Regions from separate parts of the Mus musculus genome. Here all the other regions are linked to region 1. Evidence: chromatin contacts called from public HiChIP or PLAC-seq data. All regions are on one chromosome and are shown on one strand. Each heading gives the region's core, a stretch centred on a gene start, on an enhancer-like site or on the middle of the called end of the contact. The rest is flanking DNA. Distances are from core to core; before and after follow the strand shown. Region 1 has its middle 13 kb from the start of Zfp42. Region 2 overlaps Gm30504 (a long non-coding RNA gene). Region 3 has its middle 30 kb from the start of Fat1.

The links. HiChIP or PLAC-seq counts read pairs in DNA pulled down with a chosen protein or histone mark.
Region 2: a contact with region 1 is called in an H3K27ac HiChIP or PLAC-seq map of embryonic stem cells, with 6 times the contacts expected there. The contact joins two enhancer-like sites. A contact is called at or near these places in 1 of 484 Hi-C or Micro-C datasets (embryonic stem cells), 1 of 115 datasets of contacts at active chromatin or transcription factors (embryonic stem cells) and 1 of 9 other capture datasets (embryonic stem cells).
Region 3: a contact with region 1 is called in an H3K27ac HiChIP or PLAC-seq map of embryonic stem cells, with 8 times the contacts expected there. The contact joins two enhancer-like sites. A contact is called at or near these places in 7 of 115 datasets of contacts at active chromatin or transcription factors (astrocytes, embryonic forebrain, embryonic stem cells and 1 more) and 1 of 9 other capture datasets (embryonic stem cells).

The regions. Positions count from the first base shown.
Region 1 is chr8:43,317,924-43,322,947 of GRCm38.p6, forward strand. No RefSeq gene overlaps it. Among named protein-coding and RNA genes, the nearest start is that of Zfp42, 13 kb to the left of the region's middle. Within about 2 kb of position 3,053, at least 14 of the 459 cell types and tissues checked have an H3K27ac peak or open chromatin away from gene starts, as enhancers often do. A contact at or near this core is called in embryonic stem cells, where this site is marked.
Region 2 is chr8:45,233,099-45,238,122 of GRCm38.p6, forward strand. The region is part of intron 3 of Gm30504 (a long non-coding RNA gene); the gene reads left to right. Among named protein-coding and RNA genes, the nearest start is that of F11, 26 kb to the right of the region's middle. Within about 2 kb of position 2,348, at least 22 of the 459 cell types and tissues checked have an H3K27ac peak or open chromatin away from gene starts, as enhancers often do. A contact at or near this core is called in embryonic stem cells, where this site is marked.
Region 3 is chr8:44,918,098-44,923,121 of GRCm38.p6, forward strand. No RefSeq gene overlaps it. Among named protein-coding and RNA genes, the nearest start is that of Fat1, 30 kb to the right of the region's middle. Within about 2 kb of position 2,469, at least 12 of the 459 cell types and tissues checked have an H3K27ac peak or open chromatin away from gene starts, as enhancers often do. A contact at or near this core is called in embryonic stem cells, where this site is marked.

The DNA of each region.
Region 1 (5,024 bases), core at 1,803-4,302:
GGGGCCTCCTCCGCTCTCCCCCCTGTCTATCCTGTCTCTGACCAATAACTACAGTGGCCAAGAGCTTGCTCATCTCTCTATGTCTTCTGCGGTCCCTTTCTTTCTCTCTCTGCTCATCCTCTGCCCTACGGCGTTCTTCTTTTTCCTCTGTTTCTCTCCTGATACGTTCCTCTCTTTCTTCCGGGGTTTCTCGCTTATTAAAGATCCTTTCAGCTTCCCTCACTAAGTCTCCTAAGGTCTTGCTCTTTAAGTCTTCTAACCGCTCTAACTTTCGCCCGATATCCGGGGCAGACTGCCAGATGAATGACATAGACACATTGGTTTCTTGCCCTGGGTCCTCAGGGTCATAAGGAGTGTACCTGCGATAGGCCTCCTTGAGTCTCTCTAAAAAGGCTGAGGGAGACTCATTAGGTCCCTGGGTTATCCCTTTTACCTTGGCCAAATTGGTGGGGCTCCTGCCCGCGTTTTGGAGACCCGCTAAGAGCAACTGGCGATAGAGGACTAGGTGGTTCCTACCTTCTGTAGTGGTGTAATCCCAATCGGGGCGTTCAAGGGGAAAAGCAGCATTGACTTCATTAGGCAACTGAGTGGGGCGTCCATCATTGCCCCGGACTGCCTTTCTAGCCTCTAGGAGCACCCGCTGCTTTTCTTCTCCGGTCAGCAGGGTCCCCAACAACTGCTGACAGTCGTCCCAGGTGGGCTGGTGGGTGATGAGGACGGACTCAATCAAGGCCGTCAATTTACCTGGGTCTTCAGAAAAGGAAGGGTTATTATTTTTCCAATTATATAAGTCTGAGGAGGAAAACGGCCAGTACTGAAGCTGGCCATCTCCCCCCATGCGGAGTGGGAATGCCTGGGAGGAGGTGGAGTCCGCTGCGGGAGGGTCTCTCCTTCCCCGCAGTCGAGACACCATGGGAGAAGGGGGGGAAACCTCGGAGGTGGTGGCCGCCTCTTCTTTATCGTTCCCTCTGGCAGAGGAGGAAGGTTGTGCTCCGTACGGCGGGGGGTCCTCTGTGAGAAGGTCAATGAGAGGTCCGCCGTTATCAGGGAGAACCTGGGGCTTAGGAGGTTTGGGCTTTATAGAGGGGGTAAGGGCAGGGTAAAGGGCAGATCGGGACGGAGGTTGCGCAGAAGGACCGGGCGGGAGGACGGGAGCTGTCGGTAAAGGAGGGGGTTTTGGGGAGACAAACGGTTTGACCCACGGAGGGGGGTCATAGGCAAGTGCCTCCCAGGTGACGATATATGGGACCTGATCCGGGTGTCCGTGGGGACCAGGACAAAACACTCTAGACTTGACCTGAGAGATAATACCTAAATTAAAAGTACCATCCTGAGGCCATCCCACATTGAAAGTTGGCCATTCGGCGGAACAGAAGGTAACCCAGCGCCTCTTCCTGACATCCACAGACTGATTGGATGCAATGCGCTGGACATCTCCCCAGTGCTGCAAGGTTAGACTCAGAGGGGTAGTTACGGTCTGTCCCATGATCTCAAAAACACTTAAAGACAGGAGAAAACTAACGAAGAACAAAAGAACAACAAACAAATCAGACGCGCGGCGCGGTTTCGGCGTAAAACCGAAAGCAAAAATTCAGACGGGGGAGGGAAGTGTCTCTGCCTCTCGTCCCCCGACAAAGCCACGTACCCCTCGGACAGTGGAGGAGCTCCAAAAAGTCCGACTCGGGCAGGTTAACTGATACAGAATGGGCCACAAAACGGGCCCCCGAGGCCGCTGGGACGTCTCCCAGGGCTGCGGCCGGGAATACGAACTCGTCAGTTCTTCCGCGGAACCGCCAGATACAGATCTAGTTAGCCAACTAGTACAGACGCAGGCGCAAACATTAGATGCCGGCACAAACACGCACGGAGACAGAGACAGACACGAAACGACCGCTGGCCAGCTTACCTCCCGGCGGGGGTCGGTGGTCCCTGGGCAGGGGTCTCCTAATCTCGGTGGAACCTCCAAATGAAAGACCCCCGAGGTGGGTAGTCAATCAATCTGAGGAGACCCTCCCAAGGATCAGCGAGACCACGATTCGGATGTAATCAGCAAGAGGCTTTATTGGGAACACGGGTACCCGGGCGACTCAGTCTTTCGGAGGACTGGCGCGCCGAGTGTGGGGTTTTTACCCTTTTTATAGGGCTGGGGAGCAAAAAGCGCGGGTACAGAAGCGAGAAGCGAGCTGAGTGGTTAGTTCAAATCAAGGCTTGGGGTATTTCCTGGTCATTTGGGGAACCTGAAACTGAGGTGGGACTTTTTCAGAAACTGTTGCTGGTTCCGCCTTATCTGGGTATCATCTGTTCTTGGCCCTGAGCCGGGGCCCAGGTGGGTACCATCGGTTCTTGGCCTTGAGCCGGGGCCCCGGTGGGTACCATCGGTTCTTGGCCCTTGTCCTAGTATTATTCAGCCTTGATTTTAACTGTTAATCTTTAACTGAACTTTCTTGTAACTTTTGAGAACTCAGCTCTGGTACTTTTTCATGCCTTGCAAAATGGCGTTACTGCAGCTAGCTTGCTAAGCCTTATGGTGGGGTCTTTCAGACCAGGCTGGCCTTGAACTCAGAAATTTACCTGCCTCTGCCTCCCGAATAACCGAATAACGTTATTAAGTTCCTAGCACTAGGGAGGTAGAGGCAGGGCAGGGGGTGGTGTGGGGATCTTTGAGGCCAACTTTACAAAGCGCGTTCCGGTTCCAGGAAAAGGTCTGGGGGGGGGGGAACTATGTAAATAAATAATTAATTAAATAAAGAGATTTTTGAGCGGGGTGGTAGCTCACAAGACCAGGTAGGACGGATATGGCTTTGCGCAGGCAATTAGTTTCTAAGAGCTCTCATTCAGTGAATGTGAACAGTGCCTTTTACAAAAGATGCTTGGGTGAAAGGACAGAGGAAGGTCGAGGGGGTGTGGCTTTGAGCAGGCAATTGGCTCCCCAGAGCTCAGATTTTATGAATGTGAACAGTACCCTTTTAAAAAGAGGCTAGGGTGTAGGCACAGACGGGGGTTCTCAGGGGTGTGGTGTTGAGCAGGTGTTCACCTCCTAAGAGCCCTGATTTTATGAATGTGAACTGTACTCTTAAAAAAAGATGCTTGAGGGCAGGGTGGTGGCACAGGAATTTGAGTCCAGTCTGATTTACATAGTGAGTTCCAGGTCCTCGGGTTTGGGGGAGGGGTGAAATGGGGGCGGTTCCGTAGTGAAGCTTTGTGTCAAGGAAAAATAGGAGAGGTGCTTTTGAGAGTCCTTAGGTCACTCAAGGACACATAAGAGGCATCACCTGTAAGGAACGGGCTTTCCATAGACTTGAGGTCCAACGTTGCCATGATCTGAGACTTCTTAGCCTCCAGAAGTACAAATGAATTTCTGTTGCTTAAGAAGGATTTAATCTGCTGGGCAGTGGTGGCGCATGCCTTTAATCCCAGGACTTGGGAGGTAGAGTCAGGCAGATTTCTGAGTTCGAGGGCAGCCTGGTCTACAAAGTGAGTTCCAGGACAGCCAGGGCTATAGAGAGAAACCATGTCTTGCAAAAAACAAACAAACAAACAAAAACCATAAAAACAAAAGATCAACAAAGAATGTACACCAAAAAATTTACAACTTGTTCAAGTGCCCTCTTTTTCCCAATACGCTTTTTGCTGCCCTGCTGAAGAACCCATTAAAACTGGGGGACTTAGCCCGGTGTGGTGGCGCACGCCTTTAATCACAGCACTTGGGAGGCAGAGGCAGGCGGATTTCTGAGTTCCAGGACAGCCAGGGCTATTCAGAGAAACCCTGTCTCGGAAAAACAAAAACAAAAACAAAAACAAAACTGGGGGGCTTTCCTAAGTTAACTCAGACTTACTTACAGCCCTTCTCATATTTCCTTCTCAGGGTTTTGAATCAAGCTCAAATAGAATGGTCTTTCAGTTATTATTTTTATTATTATTATTTTATCTTAGCATGCTCTTGAATTTGTGCATGGATTGAAAAGCTTTTATAAGGAGTTTCCATGTACACTTTAACCAGCCTGTCTTAAGTTTCACATATTATATAGCCAAGTTCCATTTACTGTAAGAATTCTCCAATGGCATAAAGCTACTAACCAAACTCTAGACTTCCTTAGACTGAAGCAGTTTTTCCATGAATGCACTTTTATCTTTTCCAGGGTCCAATCCAGGATGCCATTTTGCATTTAGAACCAAGTCAAAAGGCAGATATTCAGTTCCACCACCGTAAAATCCCAGTTCAAACTCAGAAAATGTAATTTATGTCCTTGAATATATGTTCTTGTACCACTCCCATAACAGTCAGGCCTACCTACAATCACAAATTGACACTTTTTGCAAGCCTTTCAGTGAGAATTTAGAGTTCATAGAAACCTTTGGGAAGCTCAATGCTCAATGCTGTGTCTACCTCTACCGAACCATCTGGAATTAAAACATTGTATTTGATATCATCTAGCCTTCAAATGGGAGTTTGTATGTAAGATGTGGAAAATGAATAACCAAAAACGTCCACTTCTCTGTAGGCTTTTCTGGACTTCACAAGGTCCAGAGTGTGAAATGGAGGTTGTGTAGAACAATTCGGTGATTGGCTTGTGTATGATATTTGAAAAAGTGACAGTGCATGATGTTTATACTTAGTGATACTGGCTGGCCTTATCCCAGCAGCGCAAGATCTAGAAAATAAACACTTTGGCAACAGGTGGTTACATACAGCCTTGATAGTCATTTAGGGTTGCTGAGATGGCTCAACAGGTAAGGAAGGGTACCTGCTGGCAAGTCTGAAAATCGGAAATCTGAGTTCGATTCTCAGGACCACATGAATGAAAACGAATGAATGAATAAACAAACAAACAAACAAATAAAAGCTAGATAGATGATAGATAACCTCCCATACATGTTGAATTTTAGAATCTCAGTCTTCCTTCCTTCCTGCCTCCCTCCCTCCCTCCCTCTTTTCCTTCCTTCCTCTCTTCCTCCTTCCTCTCTTGCTCTCATTCTCTTTCTTTCTTTCTTTCTTTCTTTCTTTCTTTCTTTCTTTCTTTCTT
Region 2 (5,024 bases), core at 1,098-3,597, 1.9 Mb after region 1:
GAGTCTGAGGCCCAGGAACTAGCCAGAGCTAGAACTTATCTCCAGGTAAGAATCACAGCTTGCGGGGGCTGGAGAGATGGCTCAGTGGTTAAGAGCACCAACTGCTCTTCTGAAGGTCATGAGTTCAAATCCCAGCAACCACATGATGGCTCAAAACCATCCATAACGATGCCCTCTTCTGGGGTGTCTGAAGACAGCTACAGAGTACTTACATATAATAATAATAAAAAGAGAATCACCTCTTGCAGGAGACCTCGTAGCAGATTGGTACTGTGACCATAGCAACAGGCAGAACCACACCCTAACCAAGGTTACTTAATTATGCATGCCTCTGACTTGCTACTTAAACAGATCATCATGTTAACACCCTGAGGGCAGACAGGGTGTGGCACACTGGACTCCTTTGTTCTTCTCCAAGTGCCTCACTGAATGAATTCCCCCTTTCTTTATTCATTTACGTTTACTGTAACTTATGTCTTCAACTGGCTCCTTGAAGATGGGTGGTGCATGTTAGAGCTGACAGAGCACAGGCTCTGACCTTAATAACTCTGATACCAGCACTAACGTCCCTAAATACAAGTGTCTGAGTTTTCCAGTGAAATGTTATTAATATCCAGATGGAGAGCCTGATGCTTTCAGGTCCTGCCCGAGTCCATCTCTCTCATCCCTTTTCTGCAGAGTGACTCAGTGTTAACAGTATCTGGCATAGCTCATGTAGCTCCTCTGACTGGGGTGTCGGGTACAGGTAGGATGACGGAAACAGCATCATTTTATTCTTCTTTATTTCAAAACACCTTTCAAACCCATCTCAACCTTTACTCACCAAGGTTTGCAATCTCAACATCTGATTAACCTTCACTAGAATCTCTCTGGGGACTAGACAAATTCATGAAGCCTCTAGTTTGCCATATGAACATTAATGCTTTCATTTGGGAGTGATGGCTGTCTCTTGTGCACAAATCTTTCAGGGAACATACCTTGTCTTAGGAAAAAAAATATACCTAACCTGAATTTCCATGAACAAGCATGGGGAATAGAAAAACACTGTGAAGACCCGGGTGTGGTGGCGCACGCCTTTAGTCCCAGCACTTGGGAGGCAGAGGCAGGCAGATTTCTGAGTTCGAGGCCAGCCTAGTCTACAAAGTGAGTTCCAGGACAGCCAGGGCTATACAGAGAAACCCTGTCTCGGAAAAAACAAAAAAGAAAGAAAGAAAGAAAGAAAGAAAGAAAGAAAGAAAGAAAGAAAGAAAGAGAGAACGAAAGAGAGAAAGAAAGACAAAGATAAAGACAAACACTGTGACTTAAAGTATGTATCTCTGGTTTTATAAAGAAATATCTATGCCTACCAGTGTGGTGCAATGGGCTTTCTGAAGGATGACTTATTTCCTCATTCATGTAGTAGAGCATTCAGATAAGTTGACAGAAAAATCAACAATGATAAGTATTTTATATCATGACTTTGGCCCGGTAGCTATGACAACCAAGGAAGCAAAGCAACGCAGTGATAGGTAGGTCTATAGGAATGTCAATAGAGCTGTTAATAATCTGAACAGAAGTGAGGGGCTCACAGGGCTCTCATGTGGGAATCCAGGCCTTATTTCCCCTTGTCTTCTTCCCCAGCTACAAAATAACTTTGGAATGGTAGAGTATACATTAAGTGCAGGGTTAAGTGAGAATGGGACTCCAAGAATAGCTTCCATGAGGTCATCGGCCATGATGGAATGGAACTTCTCAATGGTGTCTGGTTGGTGTCACTCCAAGCCCTGTAGACAGCCCCTCACTTACATCCTGTGGGCTCACCAAGTCAACTCATCAGTTTGCCTAGCTGGGACTCCAGTGGAATCCTAATTCCGTGTGCTGTCTTTGCATTAGGAATGGACACCTGCTTGCTTACACCTCCCTAGTGAATATCGGTGACATGTGTGGCCATATGCAGATATTGTCAAGTTGAAAGCAAAGGCTTTGGTGACCGATTCAGCATGAAAAGAAGTCTAGGATTTCTCACCATATGCACTGAGTTGAAATGAACTTTATAACTGAAGATCGAGAGGCTGTCAGAAGGCACTGCTCGCTCAGATGTGTTCTTGGTGTAGTATATCTATTTCTACCTGGCTTTCCTGGCCGCCCTCTAAGAGGTAAATATGCAGAGAAGGTTATTTTTGCTGAATATTTACCACATTGCTCACACTGGGAGGATTGATACTTTATTTGAAAGGGAATCATCCCCCTCTCACAAGCTATCCATCTGTGAATACGATAAGTTGGAAAGATCAAAGCCAAATCTGTGCATGGATTTGCTGAGTCATACTCCTACTCAGCTGTCCCCTCACCTGTCCTCATTACCATGCTAAAGAGTTGCTATGTGGGCGGGGAAGTGGAGCTCCGAAAACTGACTACTGTGTGACACTACAGGAAGTGGAGGCCTTTCATGCCTCTGGAATTGTAAGCCCAAATAAACTCATTCTTCCGTGACTTGCTTTTGGTGAAAGTGCTTTCTCACGGCAACACAGAAAACCTACTAATACGCAAAACATAAGAAATAAATAAAACTATATCAGGGGATTGTTAGTAGAAGTCACAAGGAGCAAAAGGATGGGACTAAGAAGGCTGGTGACTGCTGGAAACGGGGACTTCCACAGGAGACTATCAGCAATCTGTATACATTATGTATGTAGATTATATGCATATATAAATGTAAACAGCATATACATATATACATGTATCTGTAAACATACGATGCACATATATATCTTATACATATAATCTTCATACATTAATGGCACACACAGGCCTTTGGTGTTGTCCATAAGACCCGTGGCTAGGGCCGCAGGCCTCCACTGTCTGCAGATCTCTCTGTCAAAACAAGGTGTCTCCTGTCAGCATACTTCCTGTTCCAGGCGCACAACAGGGCACCTGAGAGCTGGGGCTCTCACATACTGAGCAGGAGCAAACATGACTGTCTTCAGTGCTTGTCATTCTTCGCCAGGGTTTCGTGCTGCTGATAACATGCGAGTTAACAAGAGAAAACCCACAGAAGGCTATTGCCCCTGCAGCCCACCTCACATCAGTGAAAAGCTACTGTCTTGGAAAAATCACTCTCAATCTACTCACCAGCTTAAGATCGGTATGACAACACTATCCCAACAACAACAGCCATCATAAGTCCAAGAATGACAAGGCAAAAAAGGAGTTTCAGACTAGGGAGTAAAGCCAGCTGGATTCCACTGACACCTGCTGGTCTCACATCTGGACAGATGAACCGTTCTCTCCAGCCAACAAGGGAAGAGCTGCATCTGTTCGAAGGGATAGGTTAGAAAGGCCTTATATCTGTGGGGATCACCGCCTTCCCTCTCTGCTTGTTCGCTCGGCAGGGCATTTGAACCTGCTTGCCCCTCCCAGGCAGGGCACCACAGCATGCCACTCTAAACAGGCCTGGGAGCCAGACACACAGATGTTCGCTGGATCTGGTCAGGGGCCTCCGCACAGCTTGATCTCCCACACTGTGGGCAGGATCTGAGGAAGGGCTGATTTATGGCTTTGTTATAGGTGCTCCAGCTGAGACTGGTACCTTAGGGCTCCCTGCAGACGAGACTGTTAAATGAGACCGAGCAGGGAGTGGGTTTCCAGCTGTTTCTCTGCTTCTTTTGGAGGCTGAGAGCTTCTGTACGCAGAGTTACTGCGCCCTCTGCTGGGTTTCTCATGGAAGCTCCGAGGATTTCACACTTCTCTAGTGTCTCTTGACCCCTAAACAGTCTGGTTATCAGTATCCCCGTTTGCTTTATCCAACACCTAGCTAGATGGCTCATTTAGAAACACGGTCCATGAGTCAGAGAGTTCTTTCCCTACCTCAGGCAGTCTCACTTTCATGTGAGATGAACAACTTCATTCTGATGGCGGGTCAGCAGTTCTAAGTGGCTTTCTGTGTCATAGTCACAAAATACCCAAATCTTCAACCTCAAAAAAACTGGTTTCTGCGAGCTCCCTGGTTGGTGTGTGACTATGTCAGATTGGGCAAGGAAGAGCCAGGGAAACACAGCTGGTAGGAAACCTCTAATGAGGGGTCTGACCTCTTACAGAGGCGTGTTGGGGTGACTGAACCTGTAACTGCCTATGAATATGCATGTACCGTATGTGTATGTATGTGTGTGTATGTTTGTATTGCTATGTGTGTATGTATGCAAATGCTGTGTGTATGTGGTCTGTGTATCTATGTGTATGTGTGTGTATTGTGTATGTGTGTATACATGTTTGTATTGCAGTATGTGGGTGTGTATATGAATACAAATGCTGTGTGTGTACGTGCTCTGTGTGTATTGTGTATGTATGCATGTGTGCATGTGCTATGTGTGTGTATGCATGTGTGTATACATATACATGTGCGTGAATGTGCTGTATGTATGTATGTATGTATGTATGTATATGTTTTGGGGTGTGCCAGTCAGATTTGTGTTACTCTACAAAGTTATAGCTCTCTTCTTAATAAGTAGAGAGAGCTTTAATTATCTCTCTGTTTACCACATTCTAAAGCTGAGTGCCTGCACATGCTAACTAGATAGAGATAATGGGTAGCCAGGGTATCATGGCTGGAGTGTGTGGGCTAGAAGCAAATCCTCGAGCTAGGAAGTGGAGAACCATAGAGACTGGAGTTCAACTATTGCCTCGAGGGGCACACCTCCACCTCCATAGACCTCCCACTAGATCTGACTTCTCCAAAGACTCCAGAGCCACTTCATTCAGCCACACTGGAGGTCAAACCTGTAACCGGCGGTCGCCCTTGGCAGGGTATTCAGCCAACCAACAACCAAGTATACTTCCTTCAACTGAAGTCCTTAGTCAGCCTGTTTCCAAAACGCTATGGCATGATTTGAGCGTTACTTATAAGTAATCACAGTGTAGATTCGGCAGCTTAGAAGATGCTGTCCTGAAGAGAGATTTGAGGAGTACAGCAGGCAAGATGGTGCAGAGCCTCGGTAGGAGGAAGATGGCAGATGGCAGTATTTTTGATGGCACTCCTACTGTGTTCT
Region 3 (5,024 bases), core at 1,219-3,718, 1.6 Mb after region 1:
ACTGGTAGCCAATTCCTGGAAATGTGTTAAAGCAGAGATTATTCAGGTTTTTTTCAAAGCTGGTATTTCAGAGTAGCTTTTTTTTTCCTATTTGATGAGGTAATCCTGTCCAAAAATCAGTTATTGCAGCATGCCAAGTCATAGCGATCACAGCGGCAACAATTAGTTACGAAAATGCTGCTTAATGAACATAGCAACTGTTCATGGCCACTTCCCTGGATCCCAGGTCATCGTCATTCTTTCTCAAGAAACGCTGGTATCAGAGTCACCGCGTCCTCCATTCTCAACCTGAGCGGGCACGGCACGCATGAGGAGCCTCCCTGTCATCTTCTAGCGAGGATGCAATATCCCTGCTCTCTCTTTTTAAGCCCTGCTGTGATTGCTTGTAAATGCTTAGGTTGAAAATAAAATTCAAACAAGCCAAATTACGGCTCCCTTTTAACAAGAACCGAAACAACCGACCTTGTATGTGTTTCAGAAGAACGTGACACTTAACGATGGCTCTTGAACATTCTGGAGAGTCTCAGCAACAGCTTTATTTAAATTGGAAGACTAAAGTCTATCAAAATTACCCCTCTCAACAGGATAACCTGGACTACAGAGAACACATATAGAACACATATAAGAATAAAGCCACTGTTGCAAAATAATGATCCAACAGGACACATCTAAACTTAAAGGAAATCTAGAACGTTCCCACAACTAAATTTGCTCAAAACAGATGTATGCAGTCAAATGAATATCATATAAATTTTTACTTAGGTAGAACATCTTAGAGATGGAACATTTCTTAGGAAAAAAATGGCTATCTTTAAATTATTTATCTTTATTTCAGACTCTAAAATTTAGAACATTCCATCATCATCACCACTTCATAATTAATGGACCAGAAATGTCAAATGTAGAAGAAGCTCAGATAAGAAAACCCAAAACCTGAAGAGAGGCAATGCAGCTGGTTGGTTAAGGCTTTTGTAGTCAAAGCAGCTCCCTGACAGAAGTCTCTTTTCACATCCAAGCGACTCAATACCAGGAAGCCAGTTCCAACGGAAGCACTTGTAAACTCATTTTATGGCTAACTATCTACTCAAAATGTGGCTTTATCCCAGAGAGTCTTTAATGGGCAGGACTAAGAACATTTAAAAAAAAAAAGAAAAAAGAAAAATGTGAAATCATGTTTAAAGTGCACACACAGTAACTTTTATTAAACTTATACATGCATAAGGTCTTGACAGGTTATCTACATAGATGCTATATTCAGGGAATACACATGACAACCTGATCCACAAAAATGCCCAGATTCCTGGGAGATGACCATAGGCAGTGGAAGCAATTCTAAAGTATTATGCTAGAAATGATGTAGCAATGACAAGACTATTTTCACGCATAGGATGTTGACACTCTTGGCTTGTCACTTGTCTGCCAAGACCTGAAAGGCAGAAGTAGCCGTGAGCCCATGAAGTAACGGCGAGCCCACGAAGCACCCCTTCGAGTGGTAAATCCTATTGCAAGATAAAAAGCAGCCTCCTTCTTATCGTCCCTGTTTCACACTTTGGGCAATAACTAATGCACAGAGTTAACACGGTGAGTGCCTGTCTTCTTAATGAGCCAGCAAGCTCCCCTTGAACTTGAACTCTATTCTATAGCATTTGTGTGTGTGTCGCTGTAACTGGATCAATTATCACAAGATGAACTCACTTTCATTGCTTTTTTTCCTTTCTTCCCACCCTGCTTCATTAGCGACTTTTAGAGGGCATGGGCTTCGGAGTTACGCGGTGATCTCATTAACACAGCTCTCTTCAATGGGATCCCTCAGTTCATTAATCTCCAGTAAAAGTAACCTACTTAGGATAGAGTTGACATAGCCTAGAGTCACTTAACATAGTGGTATAGCAATCCAATAACACACATCCCAACCTAAATTTGTGCAAAGGAAAAATCTTGTTTCCTCTAGTCTTTTAGCTTAACTCCTAGACTTAATGTGTCCACTATATTGATGAAACCCATCAACCTGTTATCTGACTCAGATGGTGCTATTTCTAATTTTCATCATGATACTAGAGACCGGAACAACAGCCTGGTGGTAGTGGTGGTGGCACACACCTTTAGTGCCAGCGCTCAGGAAGCAGAGGCAGGCAGATCTCTGTGAGTTTGAGGCCAGCCTGGTCTACAGAGTGAGTTCCAGGACAGCCAAGGTGACACAGAGAAACCCTGTTTCTAAACAAACAAATAAACAAAAAGAAAAGAAATTTAAAAGAAAGGAAAGAAAGTGGATCAAGAGGTCACCAGAAATTATCTTCCATCCCCTCTCTACTCATACCTTGTGTTCTAATCTCAAGAGACTGGCCTGTTCCAATGTAACTTCCTTGTTGTTTGGTTTCCATGGTGAAATCAGATGGATGATGAAGACAGGAGTCTGTTTCTTTCCTGTGACATTACTTTAAACTGGTCATGACCTTGAGTGCTGAGTCACTGCCGTCTCAAGGCGGTAGGTAGGCTGGGACTCTTCCTTTTTACTTTGAGCCCCTCCCTCCAGGGTGTGCTTGAGACTCAGCAGGTACAATAATCAAGATGGCGCATTGTCCCCTGAGAGTCCCTTTCAATGGTGGCTTTTATGCTTCCGCATTGCTCAGGATCACCGGAAGAGCTTATTAAAACAGACTGCTGACCCTTGCCCCTGAAGTTTTGGATCCAATTCTCTTTGGTGAGGCTGGAGCATTTGTGCTTCTAACACAGTCTTAGAAAGTGCTGACTCTGCTCGTCTGAGATCAGACTTAAGAATCAATTAGAAAACGCTGTTCTGTAGAAACACCTTTGTTTACAAGCCAAATAGCAGGTGGCTAAAACTGCCCAGGAAACCACTCCCCCACTTGCAAACAGCTGGTTTGAGAAATAATTAATAGTACTGCATCTATCTGTTGGGGTCTCAACTGGAAACAGATGGCACATTGCAAATAGGGCAAAGTCCCTTCAACCAATCAGAAAACATGCATGCCTCTCTGGGCTTTGCCATTTTGTACTAAAGACCTAGGCACATAGAATAAAAAAAAAATAATAATTAAATTCCCCCATCTCCATGTGCACTTGCTTAAAGCCACAAGACACAAGGGCAGTGTCTGAGTTTACAACCATCTATCTGGACATGAGCTGAATGGCTCAGGAGGAAGCCAAGCTGTACTTTCTGCATTTTAGAGTCTCTCTTCCCAAGAGTAACCTCATCGCCTTACCTTCTCCATGACAGGAATTTGTCTTCACTCAAAGCGTGCCTCTCCTGAGTTTAAGTTTCTAGGAAAGCTTTTCCTTAGCAGCCCTACTTCCTCCGGCCCATTTCTCTACGACCTACAGCAACAGCTCTTGTTTCTTCAGCACATGCACAGAGTACTTTCCTTTCCATTTCTGGGTGAGAGGTTATATGCACTCTGGCTACCTTCCATTTCTTCACATTCCTGTCAAAGGCATATTAAACCAATGCACCGAGATGAGTCTTCATTTCATGCACCAGTGTCTTCCCGAGTCACCGCCATTCTTTTTAAAAACAAATGTCCTACTTCATATACACCCCCACCTCAACTACAGATTGGTTAGTGTTCTAGTTCCGAGCAAGTTCTTCGCCATTTCTTACCCCATTCTATGTTTCTAAGGACCTATCGTACTGTTACAGGCAGCATGGTACCTACATGGTAGAGAAGTCCACGGTGTGTCTATGCTTTAATGGGCACGCTTTCCTGTTGCTGCACATGTGTGTGCTTCCTTATAGATGTGGCCTGAGTTTCTCCTGGGTACATAGAGACTTATTTTCACAATGCTCAATTGTTTCCAAAGTGGTCACATTAATTCACAATTTCACCAGTATTATATGATGAGAATTCCTCTTTTCCATGTCTTTGCCACCTCTGGTAGGAACTGACTTTCTTTTTTTAGTTTTTTAAATTTTTATTTACTGTGTAGTGGTGGTGGTTGTTGTTGTTGTTGTTGTTGTTGTTGGAGACAAGGTCTCTCTGTACTTTCCTGGTTGGCCTGAAACTCTTATGTAGAGAGCAAACTGTCCCCTAACTCACAAAGATCCACCTGCCTCTGCCTCCCAAGTGCTGAGATCAAAGGCCTACACCACCATGCACGGCCACTACCATGCGTCTTTTTTGATCCAGTGTTATTGTGTAGCCCAGACTGGCATCAGCCTCCCAGTCCTCCAGCTCTTGCTTGCAAAGTTCTGGGACGACAGGTGTGAGACACCACCACATGTGACTCATTTAGGTAACTGGGATCAGTTTGTTAATGCTAGGATTGGGAAAGGGTACTGCTATTTTAACTGACGTTATTATTTTAAAAGCAAATCTTTCTCTGAGGACTAATGAAATCAGCTACCTCTTCATGTCTACTCTGCCAAGTGTTGGGTGGAATGGTTTCCTTCAGAATTAAAACATTCTGTCCTGCAGGGAAACTCCATAGACTGGGTGGTAAACAATTCAAGATTGTGTCAGAAAGTCCCCAAAACTGACAAGATTTGTCAGCCCCAGTTCCCATGTAAAACAATAAAACTACTGAGAGTCACTCTCCCACAAGCCAAACCGTAAAGAAGAGCCTGATGCCAGACCAGACAAGTTGCCTGGAAGAAACAGAAACCAACCCAGGTGCCTGGAAGAGACTTAGGCCAACTGACACTCTCCAACCTGTTGAGCTTCCTGTAAGCTGTGCAGTGTGCTCCAGGTTCCCTGTTCTTGTGAGTCTCCATTCATGTTGTGGTGGGCTTTGGTTATGTAGCTGTCTCTGAGTCATGTCTAACCCTCATGTGTATTTTTGTAGCTGATCCCAATAAAACTCATTGGCTCACCAAGTTGGACTTTGGTGTTATCTATTCTTTGGTCTGCCATGGTGGAGTAGACGTGTGTGTGTGTGTGTGTGTGTGTGTGTGTGTGTGTGTGTGTGTTTGGGTATGTGTGTGATCAAACAAGAGTTGGCTTCATATAGCTGCTATAACAAATTACCCTTACTGAGAGCTCCTAAAACAACGAAAATACTTTTTGTTT